4 separate regions of the Sus scrofa genome follow, and all the other regions are linked to region 4. A link is a contact called in public Hi-C and HiChIP or PLAC-seq data. All regions are on one chromosome and are shown on one strand. Each heading gives the region's core, a stretch centred on a gene start, on an enhancer-like site or on the middle of the called end of the contact. The rest is flanking DNA. Distances are from core to core; before and after follow the strand shown. Region 1 has its middle 5.7 kb from the start of HOXD3. Region 2 overlaps HOXD9 (homeobox protein Hox-D9). Region 3 overlaps LOC110256983 (a long non-coding RNA gene). Region 4 has its middle 370 kb from the start of MTX2.

The links. A called contact is a pair of places that touch in the nucleus more often than the background predicts. HiChIP or PLAC-seq counts read pairs in DNA pulled down with a chosen protein or histone mark.
Region 1: a contact with region 4 is called in an H3K27ac HiChIP or PLAC-seq map of skeletal muscle. The contact joins two enhancer-like sites. A contact is called at or near these places in 3 of 47 Hi-C or Micro-C datasets (embryonic fibroblasts, epiblast stem cells and skeletal muscle) and 1 of 2 datasets of contacts at active chromatin or transcription factors (skeletal muscle).
Region 2: a Hi-C map of skeletal muscle shows a contact between it and region 4, with 8 times the contacts expected there. The contact joins two enhancer-like sites. A contact is called at or near these places in 22 of 47 Hi-C or Micro-C datasets (adipocytes, adipose tissue, alveolar macrophages and 13 more) and 1 of 2 datasets of contacts at active chromatin or transcription factors (skeletal muscle).
Region 3: a contact with region 4 is called in a Hi-C map of fetal skeletal muscle, with 2.8 times the contacts expected there. The contact joins two enhancer-like sites. A contact is called at or near these places in 9 of 47 Hi-C or Micro-C datasets (adipocytes, embryonic fibroblasts, epiblast stem cells and 5 more) and 1 of 2 datasets of contacts at active chromatin or transcription factors (skeletal muscle).

The regions. Positions count from the first base shown.
Region 1 is chr15:81,960,702-81,966,915 of Sscrofa11.1, reverse strand. No RefSeq gene overlaps it. Among named protein-coding and RNA genes, the nearest start is that of HOXD3, 5.7 kb to the left of the region's middle. Within about 2 kb of position 3,120, at least 11 of the 83 cell types and tissues checked have an H3K27ac peak or open chromatin away from gene starts, as enhancers often do. A contact at or near this core is called in skeletal muscle, where this site is marked.
Region 2 is chr15:81,916,109-81,922,572 of Sscrofa11.1, reverse strand. The region is part of intron 1 of HOXD9 (homeobox protein Hox-D9); the gene reads right to left. HOXD10 (homeobox protein Hox-D10) reads right to left here. Exons shown (of 3, transcript XM_021076346.1): 2 at 3,783-6,414; 3 at 1,409-2,390. The coding sequence starts at 4,737. The coding sequence ends at 2,113. Among named protein-coding and RNA genes, the nearest start is that of HOXD10, 8.0 kb to the right of the region's middle. Within about 2 kb of position 4,717, at least 24 of the 83 cell types and tissues checked have an H3K27ac peak or open chromatin away from gene starts, as enhancers often do. A contact at or near this core is called in adipose tissue, retroperitoneal adipose tissue and skeletal muscle, where this site is marked.
Region 3 is chr15:82,892,226-82,898,779 of Sscrofa11.1, reverse strand. All of the region lies in intron 2 of LOC110256983 (a long non-coding RNA gene), which reads left to right. It also overlaps the pseudogene LOC100516702. Among named protein-coding and RNA genes, the nearest start is that of HNRNPA3, 63 kb to the left of the region's middle. Within about 2 kb of position 3,314, at least 4 of the 83 cell types and tissues checked have an H3K27ac peak or open chromatin away from gene starts, as enhancers often do. A contact at or near this core is called in fetal skeletal muscle, where this site is marked.
Region 4 is chr15:82,425,549-82,431,769 of Sscrofa11.1, reverse strand. No RefSeq gene overlaps it. Among named protein-coding and RNA genes, the nearest start is that of MTX2, 370 kb to the right of the region's middle. Within about 2 kb of position 4,804, at least 33 of the 83 cell types and tissues checked have an H3K27ac peak or open chromatin away from gene starts, as enhancers often do. A contact at or near this core is called in adipose tissue, fetal skeletal muscle, retroperitoneal adipose tissue and 1 more, where this site is marked.

The DNA of each region.
Region 1 (6,214 bases), core at 1,871-4,370, 460 kb after region 4:
ATCTGGACCCGATCACCCACCCACCCACACACACCTCACCCCCGCCAGGGACAGGGACAACATCTGATGCTGTGGCATCCTCCCCCAAATACCATACCCCACCCCACGCCATCCCTTGCTCCTCCTGGGGAAGGGGCACCAAAGGGGATCTGGCTGGTTCTTTCTCGCCGTCCGGGTAAGTCGTCTAGCTCAAGTTCCGAGGCCCAACCGTAGGCCGGGAATGCAGGGCCAAACGGTCCACAGCCGGAAAGAAGGCGGCCTCGGAGCGACCATTGCCCGCTGCCCAGGCCACGCTGTCCCGCCGCACCCGCCGCGCCTCCAAATCAGCCGAATCCTGATACTTGCTCCCTGCACTTAATTCTGCACAGGATCAATACCTAAATATGATACCGAATAAATAAAAGGCGCTCACAGCGGCCGGGGGACGGGGTTATTAAGCAGCTGGAGCTCTCACGGTGCATATCAATGCACCTGTCATTGTGGTTTGTAGCAAAATTTATGACTTCGAGCGCGGCGGCAGTAAACGCTTCAGTAAGGAATGAAAAGAAAAACACTTCCCAAGGCCCAGCACTTTTCAGAAGTGGAAAACAGGCTCCGCGTAGGAGGAAGCGCAGCAAAAGAATTCCCTGCTCCGCACTTTTTCCCGGCCCGCGCCCGGCGAGCAGGGCTACTATATAAAGTGGCCCGTGCCCGCCTCTTGCAGCAGCTCTGCTCAGCGGCCGGACGCGGGACGGGACGAGCGCAGCCTGGCCGGGGACGAAGACCTGCTGCCTGCCGTGGCCTTGGGAGGGGAGATCGCTGGACGCGCGGAGGCCAGCCCCGCTGCTCCGCCCGCCTCGGCGGCAGAGCGGCGGAAAGGCTTGGGGATGGATGGAGGCGGCGGCTCTGGGCCGGCTGTGACTAGCTCCGCGATCGTCGTAAATCACGGACGGGTAGTGTTAGTCCACGGAACTTGAAAAGAAGGAGGAGGCGTTGGAGTGCAGGTTGCTTCTGTTCCTCTCAATGTTTTCCCTAAGATTTGGGCTAGCTTCCGCTCTTCTCTCTCTTTTGCCTAAATCAGAGCCTTGGAAGTCTACAGATCTCTTTCTGGCGGACACCAACCTTGCTGGGCATCCCCAATTAATTCCCTGAAACCTAGCAAGGATTCTTCCCTCCCTATTGGGTTTACTACTTCTGGATTTGGAAACTACTCCTTTTCGGGTTTGTTCAGAAGGTGATATATTTACTGTAGAGCTGGGGCAGCTTTCTGCCCACATTCTCCTGATCTCTCAGCCTGAGCTCTTCTGCTTCTAAATCACTCTTATTTAGCCCAGATAATGCAATACGTAATACACCCTGCATTTAAGGCACTGGGCTCACCCCATTAAAGCACCATAAATTTGAAGGCTGATGATCGGTTATCATGTAACCGGCGGCAGTTCACACTGAGGTGATCCACTTCAAAGCCGCCCTTTGTTTTATGTGTTGATGTATGAATCCTGAGATGGCTACCTTGAGTTGCAGGACAAATGGAAATGTAGTGGAAATTATTTTTAAAAATCACACCACTCGACACAATGTGCGTGCGTGTTTTATCAAATTTTGTCTCTAACTCTTTTTGCAGGCTCTTCAGGTTCCTTTTGATATTCTGTTGAGACAATCTAGAACAAAAATGGAAAACTCTCAGTGGCAGCCAGTTCTTTCTTACAAACAGATGCAGAGAGGCTTTGCTCCCTTTAGGAGTATCATAATCAATGTCACCCTTGTAGATGGTTTCCGCAGCCATCCCAGCACCTTCTTACTGGCAGAGAAGAGACTCCTTTGGCTCCTGAGTAGAGAGCGGGTGGGTTTCAACATAAAAATTCTTGACTGGATGGAGGAAGGGGGAGCCAGGAAGGGCCAGACCCTCCACAGTGGGTGAGCCAAGTGGGTCAGATGCACAGGGAAACCATTCCCTCTCCTTCTACTCCAACCAAGCCCTAAATGCCCCCAGGTTCCCCAAACCTCCAGGCCAAGCCTATCCTCTCAGGAGCAAAAGGGAGAGGCCACAGCACAGGGCACCAGAAAAGGAGGGTGGATATACAGCTGGGCCTGGATGGGTCCTAGGCAAGGCTCCCAAAGTAGCCCCAGTGAAGAGGGAGCTGGGTGTTATTTCTTGGTTTGTACAGTATATCTCCACTTGTTTCCCTGAGTTTATTTTATTCTAGTAGCATCCACCACATTCCTGGCCTGGGCTGCCCACGACTGGTTCTATTGGGGATCAGGCTGCAAAGAGCCTAAGAAACAAACATTCCTTCCACCCCATCCTGAAACAGACCTAGCTGCCCACCTCCGCCTGCACTCAGCAGGTGCCCGCCCCCCGGTCAGGTGAAAGGAGAGACACAATGCCTCCTCTTGCATCTGCCCTGTGCAATTTGTCGACTCAGTAGTTTGCAAACACTAAGCTGCGCCCGGGAAAGCCCCACACAAAGCGTTCAGGGCCCTTCTAAAGACCAGAGCGCGCAGCCATAAGCCTTTGAAGTGACCTTTGGCTCACGCAGCAATAACTCACCCCTTAATGAACACCCAACGGAAGCGCCTCCGAGAGATTCCGGCCCGGTAGGGCTCCTAACATCGCGCCTGGGTTTCAGCTTCCCAGCCAGCCCCAAGCCCAGGGGGGCCCACTCGGCTGGGTGGGCGGGCCCCAGGGCTATGCGGTGGAGGCAAGATGGACCCGGGCCCTCGGACCGACCGACAGGCGGGTCCGAAGCCGCTTTATATGATACATTCTCTCGTGGGCGAACGTCAACTTTCAGCGCTTGGTTATTTTTTTGTGGGGTGGGGTGGAGGGGAGCGGAGAGTTCTTTAAAATTAGGAACTTCCTAATTTCAGAAGAAGGGCTAAATTGGGAGGCCACTCAAGGTCGCGATTTTCCCCAAGCCTGTAACTAGATTTTGTTTTCCCAGCCGCGGAGGAACAGGGTAAGTTTGCTCCCGGGCATTCCACGGTTTGCGGTGCGCGGTGTGCTCTGGGCGCAGGAGGTTTGGGAAGGGGAAAGGAAAGAGGAAACCCACCCCTAGATAGCCAGAGTTGGGCTGTCCAGAGCCCCCACCGTCTTCACCCGCGCTCTTTCCCCAGCCCACGCACCACCCAGCAGGGGCTCAACCAACTTCAGCCGTCTGCTTGCTCAGAATCGCAGGCTTTATCCGCTGGCCCTGGGCCACCAGCTCAAGTACCCTTTCCACAGCCAGAAACCGGGCGAGTGGAGGGAGCCCCGTCTGAGACCTGTCAAGGAAGAGCGGGTCCCCTGCAGACCATCCTCCACCAGAACCCCGGGAAAAGTCTTTTGGATAGGGAGCCTTGGTGCGGATTATTGAAATTTTCGGGGAAGTTATAAGTGAGTGCTCCATGGGGCCAAATGAAATGCTGCTCGCAGTAATTGGATTCAGCTGACTAAGTTGGCAGGCGTGCAGCTCCAAGGCAGCGAGAGAAGAAAAATGTCCAGCGACTTTAAGTTCTGATGGAGCCAAGCACAGGCTGTTGACAAAACAACTTTACTGCTCCCCTTTGATGGAAATGCCCTGGGAAATGGTCCCTCTCCAGCTAGGGCTCGTCCCAACCTAGGCTAAGGGAGTGCTCCTTGCTTTCTGGGTCCCTCCCCAACAGAGGCCCAGCCTGGTTTGGCCCTGTGGTCTTCCCTGGAGCAGGGAGCCACTCATTCTGACTCATGGATCTGCTTTTTCAGGCAGCAGCCCTGGGGAAAGACCCAGGATGAACTGACCTGTCCTCCCACATCTAGAAGCCACAGGATGAAGTAAACAAAAGGATGGTTGGGGTGTAGGAACCAAAATATGATTTAGCTTCCATTTCAGGTTCTTAGAGGAGAAGGACCCAGAAGCCCTAAACCTTTTCTCTACCACTATCTCAGTCAAAACCCAGACTACCAAGGGAGAGTGTAGAGGATTCTCTCAAACTCTTCTGGGTAGTTTGGAGGTTCTCTTGAATTTGGGGGAGAAGCTTGAGTGGCACTTTAACCTCTCAATTAAAAAATATTAAGCAAACAGCAAGAGATAAAGGCATGGAGCTAGCTCCCAGAACAATGCAGGGAGCTGGCTGGCCACAGAGTTTATTTTAAATACGTATAAATCAACCTGCCTGCGCCCAGCCAGGGAGCCCAAAACACAGAATTAATATGACGCTCCATCTTACTTTGGCAGTGACAGTGTAAAAAAAAAAAGTTTCTCTTTATTCATTTCATTTCCAGCCCATTCTCATAAATGTACATTTACCCCAAAATACTTCCTCCAGCTCCCAGCCCCCTCACCAACCCTTTCCTCAAACTGCCACTCCCCCACCACCACCCAATGCCACTGGCCACCCTTCAAGCCTGGTATGGTAGTGTGTCCTCCTAACCTTTGGGTAGGCGGGGAGCATCTCCACAAAGCGCACCTCCTTAGATTAATCACCGTCCTGGATGTATATGTAGAAGTGTATCTAGGTCTACGCGGGCTGCCTCACCAATTGGCAATAATCAAGATCACAGATTACACAAAATAAATCATATTTACTATCCCACTCAGGGCAGCAAGCAGCCCCATGCCCAAAGATTTCCATTTTGTCATGCAATTGCTTACCTGGATCCCAATTTATCATAAACCTTGTGTCCTCGGCCTCAGAGTGGGCGCCAGTGGGGGGCAGAGCTAGTCTTCCCCCTTTGTCTGCAGACAACACTGTCCCAACCCTGGTCTTGCGCGCTCGAAGACGCGGCCATATACCCGAGCACACGGAATTCCCGGTAGAACGGAACCAGGCTGAGGTTCAACTACCAATAAACGCAGGAGGAACGACTTCGTAGTCCCCGAGCTGGCTTTGCCTGCGCTGCACGCCTGTCGGTCTACCCGCCCGCCTGTCCGCTCCCAGGCCCAGAGCGGCGGCCACCCGCGCCCCCACCCTCTCCTGGGTTCCTGCCCAGCCCTCCTAGGCCCCCCAGAGCTCGGGGTTTGTTTTGCTTTCGGAATGTGGTCCTTTCTGGATTTGAAGAGAGCCCCGGAAACCCCCTCATGGTCGGGAAATACAGACGCTGCCTTCAAATGCGAGCATATTTGTTCACGTGACCCCAGGGAAGATTGTACTGATTGAGGCTGAAACTTTCACGCCATCCAGCCCCGGAGCGCAGCCAGGCCTGGGGCTGGGAGGAGGGGCAGGAGGCGTGGGATCTCGGCCCCTTCCCCGGGGCAGACAGGGGTGGGTACCGAGCGAAAGGAAAGCCCCCTTGTCGCGGCTCCGCTTGGGAGCGACCAAGCCCCAGCACGGCCGCCGGCAGTAGGAAGGGGACACTAAGAGCCTCTCCCCCCATGACCTCTGACCCTGGTTCAGCCTTCCACCAGGATGGTAGGGGGATTGGAAATTTTAGAGGCTGCCTCTTTTGCAGGCGTCTCTGGAGCAGCTGAGGAGCATCAGAGGCCCAGAGTTCCCCTAGTTCCCCGGCTGCACCCGGTACACCGCATCCTTAGAGACCCGGGCAAGGCGCAGCCTGGGAGGATGCCCCCCCACCCTTCCCTTCCCGGGCGAGTCAATTACATTGTGGCTTCCGCTCTAAGATGAGAGCCTCCCACTCAGAGACCGGGCTGGTCACCCACGGAACAACCCCCTTCACTACTACCACCACCACCACTACTTGGGGCCTTGGCTCTTTGCGCGGATGCGACCGATGAGCGTTCACTTCCAGAGCAGAAAAGGCACATAAGCACGGGCTGAGACCAGGAGCGTTCTCCCGTCTCTGCATCTGGCTAACTCCACCCTGGTCCTGCGTGGCCTGGAGCCACCGAGGCACAGCCATTTGCCATGACCTGTGAGCCTCTAAATCTGGGGAGGGCCCACGGAGCTCGCTGGAGGAGCAACCGCCAGGCCGCGGCTTCCCGCTTCCTGCGGCGCCTCCAAGAACGCGAGGTGGGTGGGTGGGGGCTGCGGAATCAGTCCTGGCTGGGCTTATCTGGGAGAAGAGGGAGCTTCTGTTTTAGAAATATTAAATCAGGATAGGTTTCCAGCACTCTCCGAGTGGTCGGGTGGAATTTACGGTAACAATTCTGGATGTGAGGAGAAGGGTTAAAAACTCCCGGCCAGGGCGGTCAGCCGGCCTCCAGCTCCAGCTTGCCGTGAGCCCCCACAGCACTTCCCCAGCTCGGCCCGCACGCAGAAATCCCGCACCATGTGGGGGTGTCCACTCCATCCCTGAAGTCTCGCTTGCCCAGCCAGC
Region 2 (6,464 bases), core at 3,468-5,967, 510 kb after region 4:
AACTGAGGAGCTAGAAATTGCCTTCCTTCCCTTGCCTAGCCAATGGAGGTCTGGGCAGATCTATTCCAACCTGGCATTGATGCTCAGCCATCTCTCGTCCACCCTAGGAAATGGCTCCCCTAAAGGGTTCTGTCTTGGAACTGAAGAAGGATCTTGGTTTTCCAGAGGAAATTTAAAACTCTGAATAAATACAGAGTCTCCCAAAGACTCCTTGGATGAGTTTTAAGGCTTAGACCCCACATAGAGATTGTTTTTAGGAGAAAGAAAGGGGAAAAATGAAAAGGACTCATTTTGTGAAGCTGTTTGAATCTACTGGAGACACTCAGAAACCACAGCATGACCTGGGGTAACAAATTCTGTCAGCTCATCCTCCCCTCCCCCAGGCCTCTCCTTCTCTTTTCCCTGGCAGAACCAAATAAGTCTGGACTCTCTTGGGCAATCAATCTACCTACCTACCTGTCTATCCACACACACACACACACACACACACACACACACACGCACACACACTGGTGAAACCTGGCTAAAGTTTTCTGAGGCATGGTGGCAGCTGGAACATTGGACTTCATGGGAAGTCATGTTCACCTTTAAATTCTCTATCAGTTACTCTTTGTACATTTTCTTGCCTCCCAGATACAATGGCTCCAACCAGCATTTTGTAATTAAAGGGAGGATTAACTGGGGGAAATCTCCCTAAAATTTGTTTTCACGTGGGCCACTGAAAGCTAATGACTGAGCATAAAATCCTTCCACAAGGAAACCAGGGCAAAGTGGATGGGGAAACTCACCCATCCTCGGCTTCACTGTGGCCTGGCTGTCTTGCGCTTGGGATGAGGGTGGGGGTGAGGAGGGGGGGGTCAGAATTGAATCTGATGCAATGCTAAGCTGCTGCTTGTCCTTGCTCCTGTAATGAAGGCCAGACGGCTTCCAGGTGGGCAAGACTGGTTTCAACCCAGCTCCTGATGATGGCCAGAAATTGCCAAGACCCCACTGAAACCATTAAAATAACACACACACACACACACACACCCCAAAAAGGGGGGAAGACACACAAATGGGGCGCTGCAAAGAAAAAGCAGTTTGGGCAAAGGCTTACTACCCGGCTCAGGCTAGAGGGAAGCTCACACCCACTGACAAATCAATTACGTTACTATCATGGGGGAAGGGGGAGAGAGGACCCTCCTTCTTCCCAGCTATGAAAACAGCACACACAGGTCATCACTCCCTTCACTACTGCCAAATTTCAGCATCAGAGTCCCCCTTCAGCTTTTCTCTCCCATCTCCTTTCCCCTGTTTTCTGCCACCCCCCCAACTAACCCAAACAAGCAGTTTAACAGGAAGATAATCTCAACAAAAGCTAGCATTTCCACTGTAACATATTTCCCTTTCAGAAAGCAGAGGGAGCGCACTCGTTTCCAGAGTTTATTGCATTATACATGCGACCAGAACATGCACAGAAAGGACAGGTTGCTGTTGTACTTCTACCAAACCACAGATGCACCACAAGGGAAAGGCTACAAGGCATAAATCGTCAATATTCCATCTCACCAAGGACAATTGCTAAATTCAATTGCAAAAAGATACATTGTAATGTGCTTTTTTAGTCCCCCTCCCCCCCAAAGCTTGTGGGTTTTCTTAATCTTTTTTAAATATATATGTAATTTAAGTACTTTTAAGTACTGGATGTACTCAAAATGCCATGAGCTCATGGACTAACCACACACACAGATCTTTTGTGTTAGGAAAAACATGAAAAAGTCACATTTCTGGATGGATGAATGGATTGATGGATGCTCTACAGTTCCAATAAGTTAAGATCCAAATGAAAATGCGCAGTAATAGTTACCCTGCATTACGATGAGAAAAATAATAAATTACACGTGCTAGTTTTTTTAATATATATATATATACTCATAGGGATTACAGATCACTTGCAGCACGAACAGTATGACCCCAAAGTCACATTCTAGCAGGAAAACAAAAACAAAAACAAAACAAATAAAAAAAAACAAAGAGCAATGAAGGTTTTGTTTCCGCCTTCCCAGTCCTCCAGCACTCGGCCCTGGAATGCGGTGCCCCCTCTCTGATCCTGGCCTCTAATGGGCCTTGGACCTAAGAGAAGGTGAGGTTGGCGGTCAGTTCTCGGATCCGGTTCTCTCGGCTCATCTTCTTGAGTTTCATTCGGCGGTTTTGAAACCAAATCTTGACCTGCCTGTCGGTGAGGTTAACGCTCTTACTGATCTCTAGGCGGCGCTCGCGGGTGAGGTACATATTGAACAAGAATTCTTTTTCTAATTCCAGCGTTTGGTGCTTAGTGTAAGGGCACCTCTTCTTTCTGCCACTCTTTGCAGTGAGCCAATTGCTGGTTGGAGTATCAGACTTGATTTCCTCTAACAAAATTAAAGGGAGAAGAAGAAAAAAAATCAAGAATTTTTTTTTTTTCTCTCAGTCTGTTCAAATGTACCCTTGGCCATGACCCTGCTGGCAGCCAGGCTGCTTTGGGAAATGCTGGTATTAGACATTACTCACATGAGGTGGGCCCTGGAAGGGATTTGTAAATGATGCCATGTTAGTTTAAATACTCACAATGACACGATGGGCTGGTACTCTCACCCTCTGCGTCAGGGTTCCCGAACCCTCTCTCTCTCTCTCCTCTCTCTCTCTCTCTCTATCTCTCAATCTCCCTCTCTCTCTTAACTTTCTGGACCTGCACAAAACATTTGTATAATAGTAAACTTTCAGGATCTCACCAGCAACATTCTAAGTGATCATCTGACAACAGGGCTGGAGTAGAAGAAATAAACCACAACCTGACAAGACTACAAACCCTCAGGTTCCCAACTCTGCCACTTCTTCCCACCGCTCCTAGGCAGGGGAGCCCCACAGCTAGGTTTATAGGTGCCCATTCTCTTTCAAAAGATCACCAACTGAGGAACCGAGCATACCTTCTCTGCCTTGCCTGGGCATTGTTGTATGCCCAGAATTTCCTGAATTCTAATGGCTTCTTGCCCCCACACAAAAGCATTTGCCCAGAAATGTAGTTCCTTGATGTGGCCCAATTCTGAGTACTCGGGAAGAGGATCAGGGGCAGAAAAGCCAGAGCCCCTGGCTCTTTGCCCTGCCCAGCCCTAAGGCTGGCCCTGCCGCCGCCGGGTGGGCCATGAACATTCCATTCCCCCCCCCCTTCTGCCTTTGCCCCCTTTGCTAGTGGACTGCAAAGCTTGCGGCATTTTCCCCAGACAAAGCCAAGGTTATCTCACCCTGCAGAGGCAGGGATCCCTGTTCTCCAGCCCACGCACCAAACGGCCCAGCCATCTCATACCCCCTTGTCAACCCCAAGCTCGCAGGATGCGGGGTGCATACATTTGAACAAGAACACAGTGCCTCAGACAACCTTAAAATCATCATTGGGTGAAAGGCAGGGCTGGGACTGCAAATCTGAACGAGAGAAAGGAGGGTCTGGGGCATGTTTACCAGCCGCAGGTCTCATTTGCACTCTTTTGTTGCATTTCAAGTCTAGCTCAGGAAAAATAAACCCGGCAAACCCTTCCTCTGCCTGGGCTCCCTCAGCGTGGGGCCAGGACCAGCCAGGAGGGCCAGGGCAGTGCCGGAGAAGCGGAGACCATCTCAGGACTAAGAATGCCCCTCTAAAAGCCGGGAGGAGCAGCACCTCCCTGTCGGGCCCCAGACTGCCGAGCTCGACACTGGGCACCCAGGCGGAGCTCTTTGCCGGGTTCCCGGGCTGCTCGCCCCGCTGGGGTGGCAACTCTGCTCATACCGACCTTTGCTTTCCTTCTCCTGTACTTCAGGACTGGACACGGAGACCTCAGCCAGGCAGCTCCTCTCTTCCGGAAGGCCACCCTTGGCCTCGGGGCTCTCCACCTGGGAGACTTTGTTGGGCTCCGGGCCACTCGCGGGCTCGTTCATCTTCTTTTCCATCTGCAGCTGGGCGGCCGAGAGCTGCGGCTTGGCCGCGCCGCGAGGGTTGAGCTGGAGCATGACTGTGGAGCTGCCTTCGGGGCTGTTATTGTACTCTTGGGTTTTCCCGGTGGCGTAGGTCTGACTCAGTCTAAAATATCCAGGGACAGGAACCTCAGGGTTCTCAACGGGACAGGACTCAGGGACCAGCCTCTGGTACGAAGGGACCTCAGCAGAAATGAGTTTGTTGCGCTTATCAGAATACATGCAGCAATTGGATTCTTCCTTAATGTTGGTGGTGAAGGAGCAAGTGGGGACTTGCTGTGTAACAGGTTGCTCTATTCGACAAGATCTGTTCGGGTCTGTCCAACTGTCTACTTGAGGTATATAAGGATGCACATTCATACCCATATTTTGGTGGTTCACTTCTCTTTTGGCCAGAGACGGGAGCAGTCCACAGGTTTGCATTCCATAGGTCCCCATGTCTGCGCTAGGTGGTGGCATGTACATGCTGGCGCTGCTCGAATAAAAACTGTCACTCCTGCAGGCACTGATCAAGGAATCTACTAAAAAAGTATTAGCAGCAGGAGAGCTGTTGGGAAAGGACATTTTGGGGAGGAATTTGAAGAAGAGAGATTGTGTCCTTTGTAGGCTGACATCTCTAGGAAAACATTCCCCGTGTAATTGTGGATGCCTCTGCCGACCACATGACAACCAAGCCAATGAGATTTGAAAATGGCCTTGAGCCGCAGCCTCCTCGCAGGTCACGTGCTCCAGAGCCCGGCCGGCCAGCCGCGTAAGCACGGACAACAGCGACATCTACTACGCGCCTGCGATAGTGCGCGCTGGAGACTGCCGGCCCAGCACTCTTCGCCGCCCGCCAGCCTCCCGGGGCTCGCTCGGCCCTCCCGCCCCACTCGCGTCCCCCACTCCGGCCTCTGGGCCCCGCAGGCGGAAGGAAACACTCGGCCCCGAGGGGGTCTCCAGGCGGACACACGCAGGGAGGGAAGTCGGAGCGCCGTGGCGCCAGCACACAGAAGCATGCCCCGCACACACCCAGGCAGGCGCCCGAGACGGCCCGGGCCCGGGCGGGGGGGATGGTGGGGGGCCCAGCCTAGTTCATTTTGTCTCGGGCAGCCTGGGAAGGTGAGTCGGATTCCCCAGGCTCTGAGACATCCCACCCCAGGGGTCCACAGGAAAGAGCTCTGGCGCCTAAGACGCGGCCAAGGTATCCTGGGGAGCGGAGGCGAGAAGGACCGCGAGGGCCGAGAGGCTACGCAGTTGGCCGGCCCCGCGGAGCCCCAGGACCCGCCCGGCCCCGGCGCTGTCCTCTGCCTCCGCCCGGCCACCCTAGCTCCGGGCGCCTGCGCCCCGGTGGGCTACCCGAGCCTTTGACTCTCGGAGGAACCACACCCCGACCTCTGCGGGTCGGGCCGCTGGGAGCTTTCAGTCCGGAGACAATCCCTTTCCAGCAGTTCACAATCCGCGAAAGCGTCCCTCGGGTTCCCAGCGGAAGAACGAAACCGAGGTTTCCTCCCCACGCGCCCTGATAATAGAGGGCAAAGAGGAAGGAAGGGAGAGAGAAAGAAAACGTTTTCAAGGAAAGGAAGGAACTCTCGCTTTCATACTCCAGAAGTTTTAGAAAACTGGGCCAAGCAGGAGAGAGTGAGAGGCAAAGGTGTCATTTGGTTCTTCTGCAAAGAAAAATATGTTTTCCTTTTATGGATTTTGTAAAAGCATTGGTTTCTGACAAGTGCAAGGTACAAAAGGTTGTGGAATTTATTAATACATATTAAGAAGAATCAGGGCGATCAATAAAATTCTCATCTACATTCTTGGGCTACTTGGTAATTTTCTTGCTTCTGAAGGTTTTTAAAGAGTTATACCCGCTGTTGCCACACACGGGAAGATATTTTATTAACAAATCAATCGAGACTTTGTAAAGGATAAGATTAATAGTTAAGATTTAGCATAATGGCGTTCGCTTTATGAATTATTGAAAATTATACTATTGATTTTTCCCCTTCGCTACTAACCAAGAAGGTCAATTTTTGTTTTAACACAAATTGTCAAATATTAAAAGCTATACTTTTGTCAGAAGTTGAGTTTTATAGTTGTGAGCAATCCCTAAAATTATTTGACACGATTCTGCTTGGGTAAGGGAAAGGAGGGAAAAAGGAGGTGGGGGAACCATACTCCTCTGTTTCCTTTGGTGAGGGAAAGTTCTATAAAGAGGATTTGGTCTTTGGGGTTGTGGTCGAGCTCATTAAAAAAACAACCACCATCACCACCACCATGGAAACTCAGTTTTATGAGAAACTTCTTCAACAACTTCCTCCCTCGTTCTCTGGCTGTAGGCGGGTGAGCAGTCCTTCGGAAGCCACAGCCTCGGGGCAGCAGCGGGGAGCTTTAACCTTGATTTCCAAAGGCTTGCCCTGAGCGAGGGGCCCCGGCCAGGGCGCAGGAGTCGTCCGCCGGCTTCCCATATCCCCTTTCCTGCATCCAAGAGAGGAAAAGGGCCCCAGAAACTCTGCTCGTAAACCAGT
Region 3 (6,554 bases), core at 2,065-4,564, 470 kb before region 4:
ACTCTTCAACTGCTTCTTTTTTTTTTTAATGCCTGAAAACCTGATGCTTCCTGTAGATGTATTCTTAAAAGAATCTGTTAAAGAGACATTTCATCTATCTCTAGTTATCTGCTAAATAACTTTTTGGCACATGAATGTAAATTCAGTATGGTTGTGGTTTGCCATTTTGATTACCAAATGATGACCAAATAATGTTGAAGATTGTTTATATGGGCAATTGGCCGGGTTAAAAGCTGATTTCATCTCCCGTGGAAATGAATCTTGTACTTACCTTTTTGGTAGTCCTTAAACTAGAAACAGTCATTAAAACACAAGGAGGTTTTAGTTAAAAATTTTTGCCATTTGTAGACATGATTTTAATTCTGCACAAATATTTCAATAGAAATCAGTTTTATAAAAGGGAAATAATAAATAAGCTTGGAAGAAATAATCTATTAAAATAAAAATTTAAGAATCTAACATTGTTAACAGATATTATTTTTCACTTAATTTTTAAAACTTAACTGCTTTAGTAGTTCCATTAAAAAGCCTATAGAAATCTTTCTGTATTTTTTTTTCGGGATTTTTAATTCTTAGATGTGATTATTTTAATAACTAAAATAACCATATTTGTAATTCAACTAAATGTATGAGTGATCTTTTCTTTTCACAAACTAGGCAGTGAGTATTCTGTACCAAGAAACAAATGCACATATTTGGTTAGTTTTTAAATCTTCAATTATTTATTTTAAACTTGGGGGTTCATCTGAAATGCCAGAAGAAGGGGTTGTAATGCCAAAGTTAATTTTGTTTTGTCATATACAAAGTAGTTAATCTAAAAATTATTGATTGATATTCTCCCTCTTTTAACTCTTTTAGGACTCAATATTTAAAGCAAAACTAATTTATCTAGGTGTTCTACTGAACAAAATTAATTCTTCTGGGACTGGTCCTGGCCAAGCCTCATTATAGAATAGTTCCCCTTGCTGAGCTAGCCTAAGCCTGATTCTTACTAGGATACTTTTTCAAAATTATTCACAACACAGAACTTAACCCTTGGGATGCTGTTGACTTGACCTTCAGTATTGCATTTATTAGGCCATTTGATGGTATCAGGGATACATTAAAATGAGAGTATGTCTCACTCTTGTTGGTGCTGCCTGAGACTTTTAAATTAGGCAACTGTAGTTGTGTATAGTGGGGGATTTTAGTTTTGTGATTCATAAACCAGAGCTGAAGTATTAATTAAAAACCTTTTTTCTCTTCTTCTAGTCTATTTCACCATAAATATATTGCTGACCCTAACTTTTTCGTTTATATGTAAGTGATGAATTTACCTCTTTGCTTGGGTGGCCGGATAGTTTAGATTACCGAGCAGTTTGACTGACTTCTTTGCTCAGATGTCTGATTGAATCAATTGGTTATTTTGGTGTTTTGTATATACATAGAGCACAAGAATATAACTGTTAAACATTAGTTTTTGTTGCAGCTACAAAAGTGGTTTGGCATCATATATGTGTGTGTGTAGTTTTCTTTTAATATCTGAGCAAGATATTGGGAAATGGATTTTTTAAATGTCGATTTTTATATTGACATTTTGCCTGGCGTGTAGTGGTTTATGAGGATTTCCAGTGGAGAATCTCTTGCATTTTAAGGTTCTTTGCTCATTATAGGCATCTCACCAAATTTTTTCATTAAAGTAGTTTTCCTTGTTCGAAGTGCCTCATTTTCTATTAGAATGTTACTGATATGGCACAATATATATATTTTTGTGGCTGGTAAGAAATATTTATTTGGTGGTAGTGAGGAGACGCTGAGCCAATCTACCAGTGAGGGCTTCCACAAAGAATCATATGGTGCAAACTTGAATGTGGGTAGGTGTCTTTAGGATCGAAAAGCAGTAATTTAGTCTATAGTTGGTTGCTTGATCTATATGCTAATAAACAAACACATTTCCCCACCCCTAAGAGCTGACAGATTTCCTTTAAATTAGTAAATCGACTTGTTGCCTTAGTCTCACATAGATGTATACCAACAGGAGGTGTTGTAGTTATGTTTTGAGACCTAATTCATCGATACTCATTTTATCTGAAACGCAATAACAATTGCTAAGTTTTCCCAATGTAAAAATAGCCTGAATCAATTATTCTGGGCTATTGTTAAACCACATTAAATAATAGGATTAATAAGTAAAACTTTAGGTAAATCAGTGGAGCTTAATAAGGAAATCCCATTGTTAACATAAAATTAAATTGCAAAAATCACCTATATGAGTTCTATTGTTTAAAATAAAGTAGGGTTTTTTTTTTTTTTTAAAGAGCTTTGTAAAAACATAGATTAGCCAGTGAATTTCTCTGTAATGTAATAGATTTAATAGAAAACATTGCCTTGTGAAACTGAATTCTCCATTTATAATGTTCCTCCGTTATAAATCCATTATAAAATGTATTTAAACTGCTTAGATTATTCCCCCTCCCCAATATTCTTATTAGCCTAAATGTGCTAAGAAAGAATAAAGCTCTGTACTTTGTGGACATTTAATAAATATTATTTTTTATTAAAAATTTATTATTTTATTTTATTTTTGTCTTTTTAGGGCTGCACCCAGGCTAGGGATCGAAATGAAGCTGTAGCTGCTGGCCTATACCACAGCTACAGCAACATGGGATCCAAGCCGTGTCTTGACGTACACCACAGCTCATGGCAACGCAACGAGGGATCCTTAACCCCTGAGCAAGGCCAGGGATTGAACCTGCGTCCTCATGGATGCTAGTCAGATTCGTTTCTGCTGAGCCACGACGGGAATTCCTTATTTTTAATTAATGATTTAAATATAATTTCCAAATAGAAGCAGATCTATTTTAGTTCAAACCATTTCACAGTAAGTAACAGGGTCCAAGAAATTTGGGAAAGGTTTTTGGTTCTCCACCAGAAAGTGTGCTTGGAGCTGGGAAGGGAGCATTTTATAATTTTTCCCCCCTGCGTCTTCCCTCATGCAGATATTAGTATTCCCACTCAACAGTGAAGGGAAAACTTAAAAAACAAAAAACCTTCCCCAGTTTTCAATTTATTTTTTATTTCAGTTGGAAAATCCCCACTGAATGAGTTAAAAAAATTAAATGTATCCTGGGAACATGCCGTTCAGGATTTTGAAATGGGAACTTCAAACGAAGTTGGTAAAGGAGTCAAATGCGTAAGTGGAAACTTTGAGGAAACTGGCAGTGAGAGACTGGAAATCAGGCAGTCATTTACGTTTTACTCCACCACCCTCAGCAAGAGCGAGTACAAAGCAGGGAGCTGGCACGGCTGTGAGTCAGAATTCTCCTCTCAGGAACTGAGCAGAGAGATTCCCAGCATCTGTTTCCTCAACTATCACCCAGAGGATACTGGTGGTAAATCACAGGGAATAAAAATAGCCTTAGAAGCTAGTTCCAAACAAATGAGACATGGTGGATATTTGATAGTGGTGTGGAGTCTCTTCTCTCGAAACTCTTCATTATCTAATTAACAAATATATTTCTAGTTTTACATTAATGAGTTATATTGCTTAGGTCACTCATCAAAATGTTGAGCAAAATCTTGATATTTTTATTGATGTGAATTGAACTGTTACCTAGATGACATGGTAGCTGGTATCAAAATCTCAACCATGTAGTTATATAAATGTTAGTCTATAAGCAATAATCATAGATGTTAAAGCTTTGCTTTAGACACAAAAAACATGTATTTCTGAAATTAAAAACAAACAAACCACCCTGCATGCTCCTTACCATAATATCAATTGCTAGAAGAGTGATAAGATCACTCTGCTTTTGCCCACAGGAAATTTTATGACTAGAATCTTGCCATTTAATACAACTTAAGATCCTTTAAGTGTATATTTTACATATAAGGAAGTATTTCTTAGGTCTGGCTAAAATTGTTATAGTTTGATATTGTTATAGCTTCAGATTTTCAACAAAACAGCAGATTTAATAGATGAGATTAGCAAGTGGTGAAAAGTTCAAAGCATTTAATGGAATTGATCTACTAAATTAGCATTGACAATTTTTAGTGGCTATCTTAAATATACATTATTATCATGAAAGAATTAGTCCAATTAAGCCTTTACATTTGGAAGATGCCCAGTCTGACCTTGCTCTACTCAGTGTGAAAAGTGAGAGGGTCTCTGGGCTTATTTAAATTTGGTGCTAAATCAATAGGTTTGGGGACCCTTTCACTGCTTTTTGGAAAGGAAAAGAAACCAAGAGGCTCTTTATGGTGACAGATGGGTTATTAGAATGGTTATGGATTGCAAATAAAAACAATGGCCAAAGAATAGAATAATATAATATTTCAATAAATAGATCAAAAGAATCAACAAGATTTGGGTTATTTTCTACCCAAATATATATATATTCTTACTATTTACTGTGTATATTGGATATATTAGTTTCATTTTGAAGCTGAAATAACTTTATTGTATTTAATATCATTTTATTTAAAACATTCTGAATTAATAACCAGCTAATTAGGAAAGAATTGAAATCTATGAATAATTACGGCATTTTCCAGAAATCTACTTTCTATATATCCACAGGATAGTTTATAATCTATCGATATAGACCTCTATGATGCCTTGAACATAAATATCATGAAAATAAAATTGAGTTTTGCATTTTCAGCTTAATTGTGCAAAGCTTCTGATGATGGCTGATTACTCATATTTATCATGAAATTCTGGAGTCCTGGCTCTGGGAGGGTTTGCTTTTGAGAGGCCAGTTCCTTAATTAACAGGGGCTCATATGTAACCTTCATCACCAGAGCTGAAGAGCCACCTCTTTTGTGAAAGCCTTCAGCAAAATGTATTTTAGTTTTGCTATTGTTGCTATTATTATTATTAACTATTACAGTTTTTAATGGTTCATTTCCCTAATCTAAACTTCAGACCCAGCCATTTCCGGGCATTTCTAGTAGAAAAAGATATGGCGGCTTGCCGCCTCCAGAGGACTGGGCTTGGGAAGGAAGCCATCACCATTGCCAGAGCTCCACATGAAAGTGTTTTTGCCCCTGCACCCGTCCCATGGGAATGGCCATGGATAAAAGTGAGCTGGTACAGAAAGCCAAACTCACCGAGCAGGCAGAGCTCTATGATGACATGGCTGAGGCCATGAGGCAGTCATCGAGCAGGGGTATGAACTCTCCAATGAGGAGAGAAATCTGCTCTCTGTTGCCTAAAGAATATCGTTGGAGCCCACCTTTCTTCTTGGCATGTCATCTCCAGCATACAGCAGGAAACAGAGAGGAACCAGGAGCAGCAGCAGATGGGCAAAGAGTACCGTGAGAAGATTGAGGCAGAGCTCAGGACATCTTTAATGATGTTCTGGAGCTTTTGGACAAATACCTAATTTCCAATGCTATATAACCAGAAAGTAAGGTGTTCTACTTGAAAATGAAAGGAGATTATTTTAGATATCTTTCTGAGGTGGCATCTGGAGACAATAAACAAACCACTGTGTAGAGCTCCCAGTAGGCTTATCAGGAAGCATTTTATATGGTACTCGTTGCACTTCCTGGATTTGAGTGATTCCTTTTCCATGCTAGGGAAGTTTTCACCTATTATCTCTTCAAATATTTTTTTCTGGCCTTTTCTCCCTGTCTTCTCCTTCTGGCCACCTGTAATAGGGATTTTGGTGCCTTTACTGTTGTCCCAGAGTTCTCTTAGATTGTTCATTTTTTTTCAATCTTTTTCTCTTTTTTGTTCCACATTAGTGATTTCCACTAGTCTGTCCTTCACCTTGCTTATTTGTTCTTCTGCCTCCTGTATTCTGCTGTTTGTTGCTTCTAATGAATTTTTTATTTCAGTTATTGTATTTTGTATCTCTGCTTGCTTAATCCTTAAATCTTGTATTTATTTGCTCAGTGTTTCTTGTAATTTATCAATCTTTGCCTCCAGTTTATTTCCAATGCCTTGAATCATCTTCACTATCATCAGTCTAGTCTTTTTCATGGAAGTTGATTATCTCCAGATCACTTAGCTTGTTTTCTGGGGTTTTTTCTTGCTCCTTTATCTGAGTCATAATTCTCTGCCTTTTCATTTTGTATAGATTTTTGGTGTGGTCTCCTTTTTGCAGACAATAGAGTTGTAGCCTCTCTTGCTTCTCATGTCTGCCCCACCTTGTGGCCGAAGTTGGTAGGGGGCTTGCTGGAAGCTTCCTGATGGGAGGAACTGGTGCCTGCCCACTGGTAGCTGGAGCTGATTATTATCTCTGGTGGGTGGGGCTTTGTCTCTGGGCGAGATTAGAGGCAGCTGTGTGCCTGGGGGGTCTTTAGGTAGCCTGTTTGCTCATGTGTGGGGCTGTGATCCCACCTGGATTATCATTTGGCCTGGGGCTTCTCAGCCCTGATGGGTGGGGCCAGATTTTTCCAAAATGGCCACCTCTAGAGGAGCATATCTGATGATCATTCCTGAGACTTTTGCCTCCAATGTCCTTCCCCCACAGCGGTCACAGTCATCCCCTGTTTTCTCAGGAGATCCTCCAAGAACTGCAGTCAGGTCCAACCCAGGTCCCTTTGGAGTCTTTGCTTTGCCCTGG
Region 4 (6,221 bases), core at 3,555-6,054:
ATGATTACTTCTTTTTTCAAAAAGGAAAAGTCTGAGATAGAAAGGTGAATCGAGCATTCGGAGGACTGGTAGACACAGAACCCTTGCCCAGCAATGCCCTGGTGCTTGGCCTTGAGTCCCCAGCAGCAAATCCAGGCTGGCATCGTCTGTGCATGCAGGGAGCTTGGGCTCTACAGAGTCCTGAGCCTCTTGGAGACACCTCATTTCTTCTGTTTTCCCTCCTGTTCTCCCAGCATCAATAGTCACAAAGCCTCAAGTTAAAAATGAATCCTAATTGTTCTGGTGGTGGCGGAGTCTCACCAGCCCAAGACTAAGTCTTTTCTGCCCAAGAAAAGTATAGCATTTTCCAGCTAGCTGCTATTGGCATTCTCTTTTCATTATCCACTTTGAAATTTAGCTTTGGATGTATTTTTAATTAGAAGGTGTTGACTATTCCCTAGGACAGCTTGAGAGCTCTTTGATGACCTCTTTTGGGGTCTACACATATTGTCTCAAGGGTGCAGAATGAGTCATGTGGGTAAAGCAGACCACTCCCGCACTCCCCTTTGCTCACCATTAAGTGACCTTGTACGTGGATCCAAGCTTTTATTGTCTCAGTTTTTCTTTATCCCCTGAAATGGGTAGGACACCTGTCAACTGTCTCAGGAGAATGGTATCTTTAAAGTCCATGGAGAACTTTTGGTGAAAAGGAAAAAGCACTCTGCCACCCAGGGATCTGAGCTCTGCCTTCTCAGTCTGTAATCACTGGCCATGCAACTCCATTCACCTGCTGTTTTAATACTTCAGGTAAATTCAGCTTAATCAGATTTTTCCAAAGGGGGAAAAAAGTAATCCTGACTTCTCCTCTGACCCTTTTCAAATATCTCTGACCCTTTTCAAATATCTGCCAATAGCAGCTGGCTGTAATTGTGGAGGTAGGCAAGGCCCTGGGAGACAAGCCTGTGTCTTTCTTCCCTGATCCCCGGATTCAAATCACGGCACAAGACACAGACGACTCAAGACTATGGGCCTGGGTCCCAGCTTTCGTCATTTCCATTTTCATGATTGTTTACACAATAATCACAAATGACCAAATTGATTAGAGGTTCTGTAAAAATTGGGAGGCAGTGCAGAACAGTGGGTGACTAACTGCCTACATTTTCATTCCCAGAGACTGGGGTTGAGCTTCCAGATCTGTCATTTACTAGCTGTGTGCCTTGGGGAAAGTCAGCCAACTTCTCTGAGCTTCATATATCTACTGGTAAAACAGGGATTGTGATAACTACCCATGTGAAGGTCAGTGTGAGGATGAGTTGAAATCATGTATCAAAGAATTGAGCACAGTACCTGTAACTGCCGTTTATGGAATAACAGATGATAATACACAGTAATTTGATATTGTTGATATATTAGATTATCTTATCAGTTATGTTAATTCTATAGAAAGCATTGTGTACGGGGCACCGCCTTCCAAAATTTGAACTCTCTTTCCTCAGAAACTAAATAAGCCAATTGTTAATTGAGAGACAATATAGAAACCCATCGAAGAAGTCAAAGAGCAGCTGGACACAACTTCCCTGGAGTGCTGACCATTCTTGGTAGAGTCAAGTGCAGACCTGAGGTTGACACTCTGCCTCGGTTACTGGCCCAGTCACACGGGAGCAACCAGGGCACTCCATGAAATATCAGTCAACGCTCATCCAGTAAATACCCATTGACATCTGCTATGTGCCAAGCATGTGCTAGGTGATGGATACCTCAGAAGCATTTCAGATAAATGAACTTTTTTAACCCTTCAGCACAACTAGGGGAGAGGTCCTAGCATCAGTCCCACTTTACAGATGAAGAAACAAAGCACAGGGAGGTTAAATAACTTGTCCAAGGCCACACAGTGATAAGCAGCAGAATGAAATTGGACCCAAGCAAAGTGGTTCCGGGGTCTTATAACTGTCCTCGTAACTCGTGTCCCTTACTGCTTTCTGACAGTCCTTGGTCATGTGAGGGGACAAGTTCATGCCTCTGGTTTGGTTTGTTTGCTCCTCTATTCGAAGATGGATGCCCTAGGTGATAGGATTGGGGCTTCACTCTTTCCTTTCAGCTCTGAAGACTTCAGAAGGGCTGTAAAATCCCTGTGGACACCAGACAGGGTCTCTATTGGCCAAGTCGTGTGTTATCAGTTATCATATTTCAGGCAATTTCTCTCTCTTTTGAATAAGAATTATAAACATACTTTGACGCATTAAAACTATCTACTTTAGGGGAGGTTTACTTCATAATCTAATAAAAGAGATTTCTAACTTGAAGGCTATTACAGCCTTTGAAGTATTATTTAAATTGTCCTGGGTGGGCAGAAATTACTTATAAAATTGAACTGTCACTTTATAGTGTAATCAAAATTAATATGCTCTCTTGAATCCCACACTTGGGCATAAATTCCCTCAAGTAAAAATTCCCTGAAGTCCAATGCTGTGAAATTTGGAGGACTAAAATCTGAAGCCGCTTCTCTGTCCCATCTCTTGCAGTAAAAGGCAAAGACTACGAATCATCAGTAACACCCAGGATGAGGGAAGGAGCCTAAAGTCACTTTCTTGTAGTTCTTCAGCTACATTACAGAAATCATTTAAACAAGAGGGGTCAGAAAAAAGAAAAACTGCCTCATTTGCAAATGGAAAACTCTGTAAAAAGAGAAAAAAAAAGGGCTGCCCAAATAGTCTCAGGACATGAATTTTTCTTAAGGGATGGGTACTAGCCTCCAGACGCTCCTTTCAGAACCTAGAGCATCCTGTGCACACAGTAGACTACTAGAGCAGGCACTAAGTTTTGCCCGCGATTAGCACATGACATACAAAAGAACCAAATTGCTCCCTTGAAGTTGAAATCAAAGAGCTCTTGCGGGCAGCCTTAGGAACATCAGAACCCAAGCACACACACGTGTGGTGTGGAGGCAATCCAGAGAGAGGGGCACGCTTCCCAGGGCTTGTTTCAAACAACCACAGAGGACCAAATCCAAATGTGATGTGTTGGAACATGAGACACACGCGCGTGCGGGGATGCCCACGTGCGCACGCGCGCACACACACTTGTGAAAAATACTGCCAAAGTCCCTCAAAGCCAAAGTTTAGAAGAACACGTGCTCTGGATACAGCAACAGTCCTTTCAAAATCACTCCATTTACGGTTCCATTCCTCATCTCTTTGATCACTTTGGCACACGACTTAGGAAATAACAGAGAAAGAGAAATATGAAGCTGGAGACAGAAAATTTGATTATAAAACAAAGCCACCCACCTTGCTTTCAGGGTCAGGAAGTGCAATGGCCTTCTTTTGCAGCAAGAATGAACTTAACACCAGTGTGTTAAATGATCATATATCTATTTAAAAGAGAAGGAAATAGTTCTAAAAAAAAAAAAAAGAAAGAAAAGAAAAAGCTGCAATATCTGTCCTCAGGAAGTCTTAGCCAAAAAAATCAAAATAAAATAAAAGCAGCATACTGTGGTTCTTTGGTACAAGGCAGAAAGCAGAGTCCTCAAGTCACTATTCCCCTGTTTTGAGAAACAAAACAAAAAGCAACAGCAAAAGGTGCAGTTTGGCAGGAGGGGGGCAGTTCCTTAAAACGTATGGAGTCCTCCTGGGCCCCTCCCCATGCCTTCTCTCGGGCGTGGACTGGAGAAGTCGCACCGATCGACACCAGTGTCACCATCGGCTGCTTAAATGCCACAAAAGTACACTTAGAAATGAGAAGAAAGTGACTGACACGGATATGCTGAGCCAGCCCCACTGCCACTAGAACAGCCTTAAATGCCCACACAAGGAGAATAAAAAGAAAAGCACATTTTGCAATAGAATAAATTCTCTCTTTTTTTTTTTAAATTGAGACCGCAGAAAGTCACATGACCCTGCCTGTAGCCTTTTAGGAAAGCAACCGAAATGGTAAAGACGGACGCGGGGGGCTGCCTCCTTCCTGCAGCCGCCTCTCAGCCCGTCCTGCCGCGTGTCCGCATTCTTCTGGGCGCATCTGTGGAGCTATTAAGTGGGATAATCCCTCTGGCCTTTGATACATTTCTGGACATGATTATTTCATTACTCGCAGTATATCAGTAGGATCATAATAAAAAGGACTTCTGACAACCTGCCAAGAGTTTTGTGGCCTTGTAAACACAAAAGTGCTCTAATAAAATTTTATTAAGTGTTAAAAAGTCATAAAAAGTGAAATAACATAAACTACAAAATTTACTGTCCTCAGCAAATGCTGAAAATATCGTCCACAGTAAAATTAAATTAGCATGTAATAGACAGAGAAGCGGTGTGGAGTGGATTTAAAAGAGGATCCAGGGAAAATGACACTGTAACCCAATCTGGGTCACGGGGATTTAATTCGGATTCTTCTCCCTAAATGTGAATAAATGTGCTGATTACAGACAAGAGCTCCGGGGTTACTGGAGTCTCACACATTGTCAATACTTTGGAAGAAATAATATATTGCGGATTGTAATGAGCTGGGGAGACCCAGCGAACGTCGCGGGGAGCAGGCGAGGGGCAGGGCGGCCACTAGGGTGCGCTGCGAGACCGGGAATCCCCGCCCGGGCGCCCCCGCCGCCGCGCCGCCTGAAGCCGCGCGTAGGTCGGGCCCTCACCCTCCTCGAACTCGAATTTATGGTTCTTTCTCCCTCCCCTCCCCCCTTTTTCCCCTTTCCCCCTCTCCTGTGACATTTTCTCCAAATCGGAAAGTGATGTGCAAGCCGAGCTTTGCCGCAGGCGACCCTCGGTCTCCGCTTTCAGACTCGAGGTCTCTGGGTGGGATGCGCTGCCTGCAGCGACGCCGACCCGAGGGACCGGATGGGGCCCCCAGCGCCGCGCCGCGGACCGGACCTCTCCGCCGGCTGAGGCGGAGGAGCGCGCGAGGCCCACGTCCGGCTCCGCCCGAGGCGGCGGGGCGCTCGGAGCTCAGCGGGCCGCCTTCCTCGCCGCGGGTTCAAGGGCATCCCGGGGGCTGGATCCCGCAGCGCTGGGAGCGAGTTCTTCCCGGCTCAGACTCCTCTCCGGAGTCCGGCGCGCCCTGCCGCTCCCGGCACCCCTTCCCTGGCCCGCCTGTCCGCGCTGGGCCGCCGGCCTCCCGCAGGGATCCAGGAGCGCCCTCGCCGGCCCCGGCCCCGGGCCCACGAGTGCGGGCTCCCCCAAGTCCTACGTGGAGGCTCCGCCTGGAAAAGAAGTCCGACTTCCTCTCCACGCTGCTCCAAGTGGAATCTGAAATCGGCAGGAAATTGCTCGAGCACCCAGCCTGCGCCTTTGCAGTCAACCCTCGCTCTGCTGAAGAGAAGCAGCTCCCACCAAAGTCTTGCCTCCCCCTCCCCCCGAATGCCCCGCGCAGGTTTGTAAAGAGGGGTGCGAGGTCTGCAAAGTATTTGTCTTCGAAGGAGAAAAATGTCGGTGCCCAATGAAAGACGGGTGCTTTTTAGCTAGAGCTTACCAGCGGGCCACGTCTGGGTTTGCGGCCCCAAATGGTGTAAACGCTGCTGTACGAGGAGTCGATATCAGGAGTGTCTTAATTAGAATTTAGTGATATAGGAAATAAATGAGCAGTGACACATTTCGTGACATCATTTTTTCCTCAAAGATGCCCAGAGTTTTAAGCTGCATTTAAGAATGACCTACATTTTGCCAGAAAGTAAATCTTTTTAAGTAAACCGCTTGCTAAAGCCCAGAGAGGTAAGTGTAAGCTACCACCCGAGATCCTTTAGTTTTCTGTTGAGGCTTGTGCGGGTGACTAGGGTGAGGATGCCTTATATTTTTAATTTTCCAGATGGCCAGAGCATTTGATGTGTACGTGGTAAGGTAATGTTCAAGGCGAATGGAAGACCCGAGGACCTTTTGATAAGTAATGTTCACTTGACACTTTAGCCTAAAATAACTGTAATTAGTTTAAAGTGGGAATTAGAGCCCCGTGTTTTAGACTTTTTTTGGTCAGAAGCTATATGGGGAAAAGTGTTTTTTAACAATTTTTAAGCAACCCCCTTTACTGTCATTTGCAAAGTATCGAATTTGAAATAGCCTGGCCTGGAACTTGGAGCTAAACAGCAAACAATTTACATGTGATTTGACATTTGCTATTTAAAGGCTTTGAGAGCTAATAACAGAATTAAAAGGAATGGATATAAATAATAAAATTTCTTGTTGACTCTCCGGAGCCTGCCTAGGGGGGAGCGACAGATGACATGGTGGTGACTTTGAGCCATTCCCTGCAGA